Linked DNA regions of Mus musculus: region 2 is linked to region 1. The links are chromatin contacts, called in public Hi-C maps. All regions are on one chromosome and are shown on one strand. Each heading gives the region's core, a stretch centred on a gene start, on an enhancer-like site or on the middle of the called end of the contact. The rest is flanking DNA. Distances are from core to core; before and after follow the strand shown.

Region 1 (4,270 bases), core at 547-3,046:
TACTTCAAAGTTTCTCATTATTATACAAATTCAAATTGCTTCCATTTTGTTCCCAAAAGCTATATGAAGATAAATAATAATCTTAGTCCTCCTTCCAAACTTTCCATTCACTGAGTCACAGGGAGTAACAGAGAATGCCTCTAATCTCAGTGTTGGGGAAGCTGAAGCCGAAAAATCACATTGCCATGAGTTCAAAGCCAACCAACCTGGGATACATAGTAGTAAATTCAAGGTCAGCCTGGGATACATACCAAAATAGTAACTTTTAAATAAGTAAATAATACAAAAAATGAAAGATTTAACTCAATCAACCAGCATTTACTGAGTACCTTCTATGTACCAGTCAGATACAGGAATAAAGAGACAAATGAGATACAGTGCCTTCCTACAAATGAGTCACTGCCAATAGGACAGGCATACACATACATCACAGTAGGTTTTAAAGCATTAGGTGCCTTATTCTAATTGCAAGAAAGTATAAGAAGAAATGGAAACTGACACTGGGAAACCAGAAAGCACCTAGATTTTAATTTTGTATCAAAGAAGATACAGTCCACCGGGGATGCTTAACAGCCTCAGTCTGTCTGTCAGAGTCCAAGACCAAGGGCACTTCTCGTTTTCTGCCCCCACAGTCTACACCCCAGCTGTGACTCAGCAGGCCTAGATTGGCTTCTGCCTGTGGAAGGTCACACGAGAGGTGAACTGACATCCTGGGGGTGGGGGCAATCTTTTTTTCCCTCCAGATTTGATAGAAAACTGGATGCAGAGAAAACAATAGAAACCAGCAGTAGAGAAAATCCCAAATGAGCCAACAAGGTGGCTCAGTAGGTGACAGCGCTTGCCACCAAGTCTAAGGACTGGTTGTGGCTCTTGGGACCCACATGAAGGTATGAGAGAGGCTCTTGGAGCATGGGTATCTTAGTTTTGCTTTGTATTGCTCTGGTGTATTGCTGTTGTGTTAAAGACCATGGCCAAAAGCAGCTTGGGGAGGAAGAGTTTATTTCATCTTACAGCTGGTCGTCCATCCTCCAGGGAAGTCAGGGCAGGAGCCCAAGGTAGAAAGTGAAGCAGAGGTTACAGAGGAATGCAGCTTCCTAGCTTGCTCTCAGTGGCTTGCTCAGCCCACCTTTTTCTACCACTCAGGACGATCTATTACCAGGCAGCACCACACCCACTGGGCCCTCTTACATCAACCATTAATCAAGAAAATATTACACACACACACACACACACACACACACACACACACACAACTTGCCTATAGGCAATCTCATAGACAATTTCCTAATTGAGGTTCCTCATCCCAGATGCCTGTATCTTGTATCAAGTTGACAAAGAACTAGCCAGAACAATGGACCTGGGAGAACAGTAAAATTGGTAACCTGTGATGGAGAGGTGCCCAGACAGGGACCTCTTGAAACCTGGCTGCCTATACCTTAGCTACCTAACTGGACAACTGGATTTAGTTCAGTAAGCATCAACCTTTCCCTCTGTGAAACAGAGATGCCCTGCCTACATCAAGGAAGCCTGAGAAATCAAAAGATCTGTGGTAAGTGGGAAACTGTTAAGCCTGAAAAACATTGTGCAAATATAAGAGAAGGTTATAATTAACCTAGCCACAAAGCCGCCTCAGGGCGCGATTAAAATACACTGTACCCCTCCAGATCGACAAAGTGTGAATATGGTTAAAAAATAGGGACAGCTACTCCTAAACAGAGACAGTTGGTGTGTGGGCAAAGCCCCATAAGCATTCTCTACGCCAGGAAACTTGCATATGCTTAGAAGCTAGCACGTTCCTGTTGGCCTTATAGCAGCAGTGTAGGAGAGTTACAGAGTGAAATCTGTAGCGGCAGGACCACTGCCAAGCACAACTGTCCCAACCCCCCAAAACCTGCGGACTGCCAGTCTCCATCAATGGAAAAAAACGTGCCTCGGGCTACTAGACAGGGGAAGCCATGCAGTAGATCCTCCCTGGGAGAGGCCAGCGGTTCCTCCAAACTACCATGATCTAGACATTTAAAGCCAGAAGAGGGACTTTTTTTTTAATAAGAAAAGGGTTCCAAACGGGGAACCTCTCCCCATCCTGACAAATGATTTACAAAACCAGTACTTTTTCTATCTGATTACAGTAAATTTTCCAATACAATGAATGCTTTGTTTGGCTGAACCATTTAATAGTCGTTCACACTCTCTAATGAAACTACTAATTACAAAACCTCTGCATTGCAGGCAATAAAAAAAAGGGTTGCTAACCTCTTTACGGTGCCTGTTCTGCCATCAAGTAGCAATTACTCTCCCACCGCCCTCCTCTTTTTCACTGATTCTCACCTCAAACATCCCCATCAAACCCACTAAAAAAGATTTAAACCCTCTCTGCCATAGAAGTTAGCATAGAATGGAGACACACACATGCGTGCACACACACACACACACACACACACACACAGTCCAGGAACTGGAAGAGGAACAAAGACAGGGTGATGGCAAGGCTGAGAAAGAACGCCCTGGGTCAGATTGTTCATTTTCCTGGCCAATTCGACACAATGATGAAGTGATTTTTTTTTCTTTTTACAATAGAGACATTAAAAACAAAATCCCAACCCAAAGAAGATGTTTGCTCCCTTGAAATAGAGCATATTTTAAGGGAAACACTGTGCACATGCACACACACGAGTATGTATGCAAACATAAGTAAGTATTCACATACATACTTATGTGTATATGTGTGTATGTATCTGTTTCATAACTGATCATAACCCACCAGGATCTACCATTCTGTTTTCTTTGTTGCCATCAAATAAAGTTGAAGGACCACTAAGGCAGCATAAGATGTGTTTCTGGACTATGACCCTGACGGCAGCTCCCAAGCCACCAGAAACACCAAGGAATAGCCAGTAAGCCTCAGACTCCCCCCTCCCCCGCCCCCCGAGTCTCAGAAGCATCTCCACCGCACCAGAGAAAACAAGAGTTGATCCTTCAACCATTCCACCTAAGGCTCTTTACTCCACAGCGAGGCCTGTCTCTGAAGAAATGAATGTTACCATGTCAACACTGACCAAAACAGAGACACAAGAGAGGTAAAACTCCATTATTCTAATTTTCAAAGGTTAAACAGAAAAACAAAGACTGCATGAAATATTTTATTGTCATTCATTAACTAATTAATTAAGAATTAGACAACAGGCAACAGATTTAGTGTAATTATGCCAAATCCAAATTAGGTTAAAAAGAGCCAAAATATTTTTGCCCAAATTTGTAGGTGACAGATTTAGAAATTGATGAGTTACCTAATATCCCAGAACCTCTATCTCCCAGAGTTATTTTAATAACTTGGGATAGAATTCAATAAAGGCTTTAGAAATTAATTTTTTCCTATCCAGAGGTCCTTAAGAAGTCTGCAGTAAAAGAATAGCAACATATAAAGCAGACAGAGTCCATAAAGACATCTGTTTGCTTTTTTAAAAAAGGCCAGAATGCATGCATTCAGTGGAGTGTTCCCCAGGGACATTTAAGCACATTAAATCTGAGGCCTATATTATAATTATTCCATTGTTCAAAAAAATTTAGAATTCTTCTTGGGGAACAATTTTAGTGCTGGTTTATAAAGCACACAAAATCAGCCTACTGTTATATATGCTACATACTTAAATCTACAGACAGGCTCCAGAAAGGCTAAAAGTAACTTCTATTTGGTTGGGCATGCTTGTGTTTATATAAGAATATGAGTATTTTGGGGTTTCTATAAATTTATGTAAACTAAAATACCACAACCACATGCTGACAAGAGCACCAGATTGACTCAGGAACATCTTGGGAGGCTAACCAGTTGTCCTGTGTCTCTAGCCACTAAGTCCAGCATGCTGTCTTCTCCAATCTAGTTATTTAAAAAAAAAAAAAAAGTTGGCATCTCTCATCCTTGCCAGCATCAGTCTTTGCACTTATAGAGAGTACAGTGTTAGCGCTTTAAGGGAGAAAATGACCACTTAATCAGAAGTTCTAACAGCGTAGAATCAATAATTCCCAGTCATGCCTTGTAAAGGGGTTTGAATGAGAATGGTTCCCAGAGGCTCCAATGTTTGCATACTTGGTCCCCAGTGGATAGAACAAGGATCAGGAGGTGTGGCATTGTTAGAGAAAGTGTGCCACTGGGGTGGGCTTTAAGGTTTCAAATGACCGGTGCCATTACCAGTGTGCCCTTCTCTGCCTCCTGGTTGGGGTCCAAGATGTGAACTCTCAGTTATTCCTGCCATCACACCTTTGCTCCACCGTC
Region 2 (4,270 bases), core at 1,180-3,679, 420 kb before region 1:
TATGGCCTGAATACCTATTCCCACTGAAATGGTATTAGGATGTAGAAATAATGGGGTCCTAAGGATGCTGTCCTCATGAATGGACTAGTACCCCTCTAAGAAGACAGCCTCACATCCCTTCCACCTCCAAACCATCTGAAAACACAGCAATGAGACAGCCATTTGCAAACTAGGAAGAGGGTACCATGCCCAGTGCCAACAACCATTGTGGGTTCATACTTCCAGTTTGCACATTGTAAAAAGTAATCTTTGTTATTTAAGCTATCCCAGTTATAACGACCTGAACTAATAAGTATACAAAGGCAGTGTGTGTGTGTGTGTGTGTGTGTGTGTGATTTGAAAAACACAGGTAAGTAGTAGACTGAAGTAATTTCTCTTCTCAACCATTACTAAAACTAAGAATCTTATAACAAAAGACATATTAACAAGGAAAAAGCATATACATCTATTCAATGTGAGCTTTCATGACACAGAACCTTCAGAAATAAATCCCTGTGTGTGTGGTCAATTTGATGAAAAGCAGTAAGTTCTACAGAAACATGACTGAACAAGGTGCTATGACTTAAAAGACCAGCAAGGTCTGTTTGTTTGGGTTCTTCTGTGTCCCTTCATCTTAAGAAATAAAAGTACTATTTCTTTTCCTACAAGCATCTGACAGGTAGCTCTAACACAAGAGCCTTATACAGGAAGTCTGCTTCAGGTTAGCAACAACTTCCTGCTTCTACTGTTTCCCCAACTGCCAATGTACGACTTGGGGATGACCATGCCCTAAACACCATCGATATTATACATACAGGATAGCATCTACAACAGTGACTCCCAGCCCTTACTGTCTTTATTAAACCTTATTTAAAATGCACAAAATTTGTTGTAAATATATATTCTTGGTCATCATCTTCCTTCCCCAAAAGCCTACTTTGTTCCTGAACTGAGTAGTCATATGATTTTTAGTTAGCAGTTACTAACATAATTGCAATGGAGGTTGCAAACACACCAGACATTAAAAATCAATGTTTTAAGATGAACGATGGGGTCATGGGGAGGGGGAAGATTTGAAAAGGCTTTGAATCCGCACTAAGGTCTTTGGATATTATGTTTAAAACAATATTATGTTTAAAACTTGAGATTTTTTTTTTTTAGCAGATGAATAACAATCACATTTGAGGTGCAGAATATAAAACAGACTGCCAGAACCTGAAAGTAAATCTAAAAGGAGCCATTCGAGGGGTGACTGCCACAAATTCTAGACAAGAGTCAACAAATGATTTGGAGGTCTTTATGAAATAGAAATGGGCAGGGCTTGATGATCAACTGATTGCAAGAGGTGAAGGACGAGGAAACGGAGCCAGGTTTTGTGCTTGGGCAACGGATTGTTAAGTGATTTCAAGGCTTTGGATTTACATTGTAGGTTTGTGGGGAAACAGTGTGCAGTTAAGGAGACTCTAGACTGTTCCACCTGCTGGAAGGCTGGAACATCACCCAAGTAGAGAGGGGCATGGAACGAATATCGGACAGTCGACAACACTCTGAGTGGACTGTCTTTTTAAAAAGCCACGCCCACCCTGTCTTAAATGCTTTCTATATTATTAAAAGATGAGGGAAATATGCAGGCAGCCTAGTGTGCAAAGAGGACTGGCCAAGGTGCTTAACGAAATCCTAGCTTTGTCGTTTACAGATGGTGAGACCCTGGATAAGTCAATTAACATTTTCCCTAGAGAAAAAGGGAAACACCATTAATTTTTGCAGTGAAGCAGTTGTGAATAAAATCTGTATTTGTCTTCACAATCTGTAATACATTCAGTGTATATTCCCTTCTCAGTAGCCAAAATTTTCATTCTCACTAATGTCAGTTAAAAATCTCAAATTTTATGCCTAAATTAACATATCTTTGCCTTCCAAACAGGCTTTCCCCAAACCCAAAAACTCTCAAATTCTGACCCTCTTCTGACAAGAAAAGTAGGGGTTTTCTCACTAAAGAGCTTTTTAGAACAGATTCTAGTCATCCACATCTGCAGAACCTAATAAATAGAACGAATGAACCGACCCACCCTTTAGGGTTCAAATATTACTGGCCCCGTTTTTTTGTTCCGGAGTACCCCACAGCCCAAGGTGGGAAGTAGCTGAGGGGTTCACAGGTTAGGGACGGCTCTGGGACTCGAACCGGCACACCTGACTCGCAGGGACAACGGGCGTGCACGCCATGCTGGCCCGGCCCAATCTCCCCTCCTCCCGCCCCACCGCAGTCAGCAACCGCGTGGCCGATCCCCGGACGCCAGGCGGGTTCCCCGGACGCTCTGCTCAACGCAGCCACCAGCGGCTGCGCTCCACACCCTGACAACACACATCCCGCGGCCCTAGCTTGCTCCCCGAACTCACCGCTGCCCGCCGCTCAGCGCCCGGCCTTTCCTGTGTGCTCTCACAAAACTCTCCCTCTCTTTTCAGGGAAACCGCTCCCTCTGCTCTCGGGTTCCGACGCGGAGCAGCGCGAGCCAGGCGGGGGCGAGCCCTCCCGTGACCTAGGGATGGGCTCGCAGCAGCCACCGCCCTCCCTTCCCTTTCTCTCACATTACTTGTTCATTCAATCTTTCATCTATCCATCTGTCGCCAGCCAGTCGTTTCTGGAAAGTTCACAATACATAATAAGAACAGTTTTACGATTTGGAACTAAATCAGAAAGTAATTAAATGGCTAAGGCATAGTGGTAAATGAAACAAAATAAAACAAAACCCAGCGACAGGGCGGGAGATGAGGAGGCACTGTGTTAAATTAACGAGCGGAAGTTTGAGCTCCAGAGAGCAGGAAGATGATGATCAGGTCTGGATGCACGGAAGAGCAGGGTGGGGTGGGAGTGGGGCTGAGGCTGGGGAAATCAGGCACAAAATCACAGAACCCTTAGGCCTGTGTGCTGGAGGCAGAAAGAGCTATGAGAAAAGGGAGCCATGCAGCAGGAGAGCCCACAGGGGTGTTGGACAACAGAAAAATGTGTCTTGTTAAAATATAAAGATCGCTGGGCTGAAGATGAAGGGCAGGTGCAGAGAAGCTTCCTGTTAGCTGCCTTACACCAAGGCAGTTACAAAAACTTTTTATCTTGCCACCTTTCACTGCGAGGAAGATGTCAACAAAATAAAACAGATTTTGCTGCAAAGAGGACTCTTAGAAGTCTGCCCTGAGGGCACAACATTGCTGTCTTAAATGGGAACAGTTTTTCAGTAGGAACATCTTCAAATGGGAACTCGCCTGAGATGTCCCAAGACTGGATCCACTAATATTTGATCTCTAGGGACTCCCATCTTCCACAAGATGTACAAGCAATTAAAGGTTACTGGGCCAGAGGGGCTGAGGAGTGTTGAGGGAACTTCTTCACTGGTATTGCCTCCTCTAAGTTGCTCATGTTCCTATAGGTAATTCCTCACTACCCCAATCAAATTCATGGATCCACAAATCTAGACTTTAGTGGAATCATTTCTTCGGGGTCTGTTCCTGTCACTATCTGGAGAAAATAGACATTTCTTCACTGCTGTCTCCCTAGGAAACAGGAAATAAATGTATTCTGAGCCAAGTATGAATGGCAATGGTTTTGGAACACAGATTCAAGTTGCCCTGAATGACACGTTCCACCGTAGAATAGGTTAGTTGGACACTTATGAATCAGAAAATAAAATAAAGCCATGAGCCCATTTGTCTTAGTCAGGGTTTCTATTCCCGAACAAACATGACCAAGAAGCAGTTGGGGAGGAAAGGGTTTATTCAGCTTACACTTCCATATTGCTGTTCATCATCAAAGGAAGTCAGGACTGGAACTCAGACAGGTTAGAAAGCAGGTGCTGATGCAGAAGCCATGGAGAGATGTTCCTTACTGGTTTGCTTCCCCTGGCTTGCTCAGCCTGCTCTCTTATAGAACCCAAGACTACCAGCCCAGTGATGGTCCCACCCACAAGGGGCCTTTCCCCCTTGATCACTAGTTGAGAAAAATCTCATGGAGGCATTTCCCCAACTGAAGCTCCTTTCTCTGTGATAATTCCAACTGTGTCAAGTTGACACAAAACTAGCCAGTACAATTGACCCCTTGTCAACTTGACACACAAACACATCACTAGTAAGCCTCAACCCTTACATTCTTATTCATCCCCAAGATCTAAATAACTTTAAAAGTCCCACAGTCTCTACATATTCTTAAAATATCCATCTCTTTTAAAACCCAAAGCCTTTTTACAATTAAAAGTCTCTTAACTGTGGGCTCCACTAAAAATAGTTTCTTACTTCAAGAGGG

The links. Hi-C and Micro-C count contacts between places; a contact is called where the count stands out from the background.
Region 2: a contact with region 1 is called in a Hi-C map of forebrain, with 3 times the contacts expected there. The contact joins the promoter of Agk here to the enhancer-like site in region 1. A contact is called at or near these places in 6 of 39 promoter capture datasets (the 3T3-L1 cell line, cranial neural crest, embryonic stem cells and 2 more), 1 of 484 Hi-C or Micro-C datasets (forebrain), 3 of 115 datasets of contacts at active chromatin or transcription factors (embryonic basal ganglia and embryonic stem cells) and 1 of 9 other capture datasets (embryonic stem cells).

What each region holds. Positions count from the first base shown.
Region 1 is chr6:39,901,572-39,905,841 of GRCm38.p6, reverse strand. The region is part of intron 1 of Tmem178b (transmembrane protein 178B); the gene reads right to left. Among named protein-coding and RNA genes, the nearest start is that of Tmem178b, 32 kb to the right of the region's middle. Within about 2 kb of position 1,796, at least 25 of the 459 cell types and tissues checked have an H3K27ac peak or open chromatin away from gene starts, as enhancers often do. A contact at or near this core is called in forebrain, where this site is marked.
Region 2 is chr6:40,323,637-40,327,906 of GRCm38.p6, reverse strand. Agk (acylglycerol kinase) reads right to left here and starts at 2,429. Exons shown (of 16, transcript NM_023538.2): 1 at 2,377-2,429.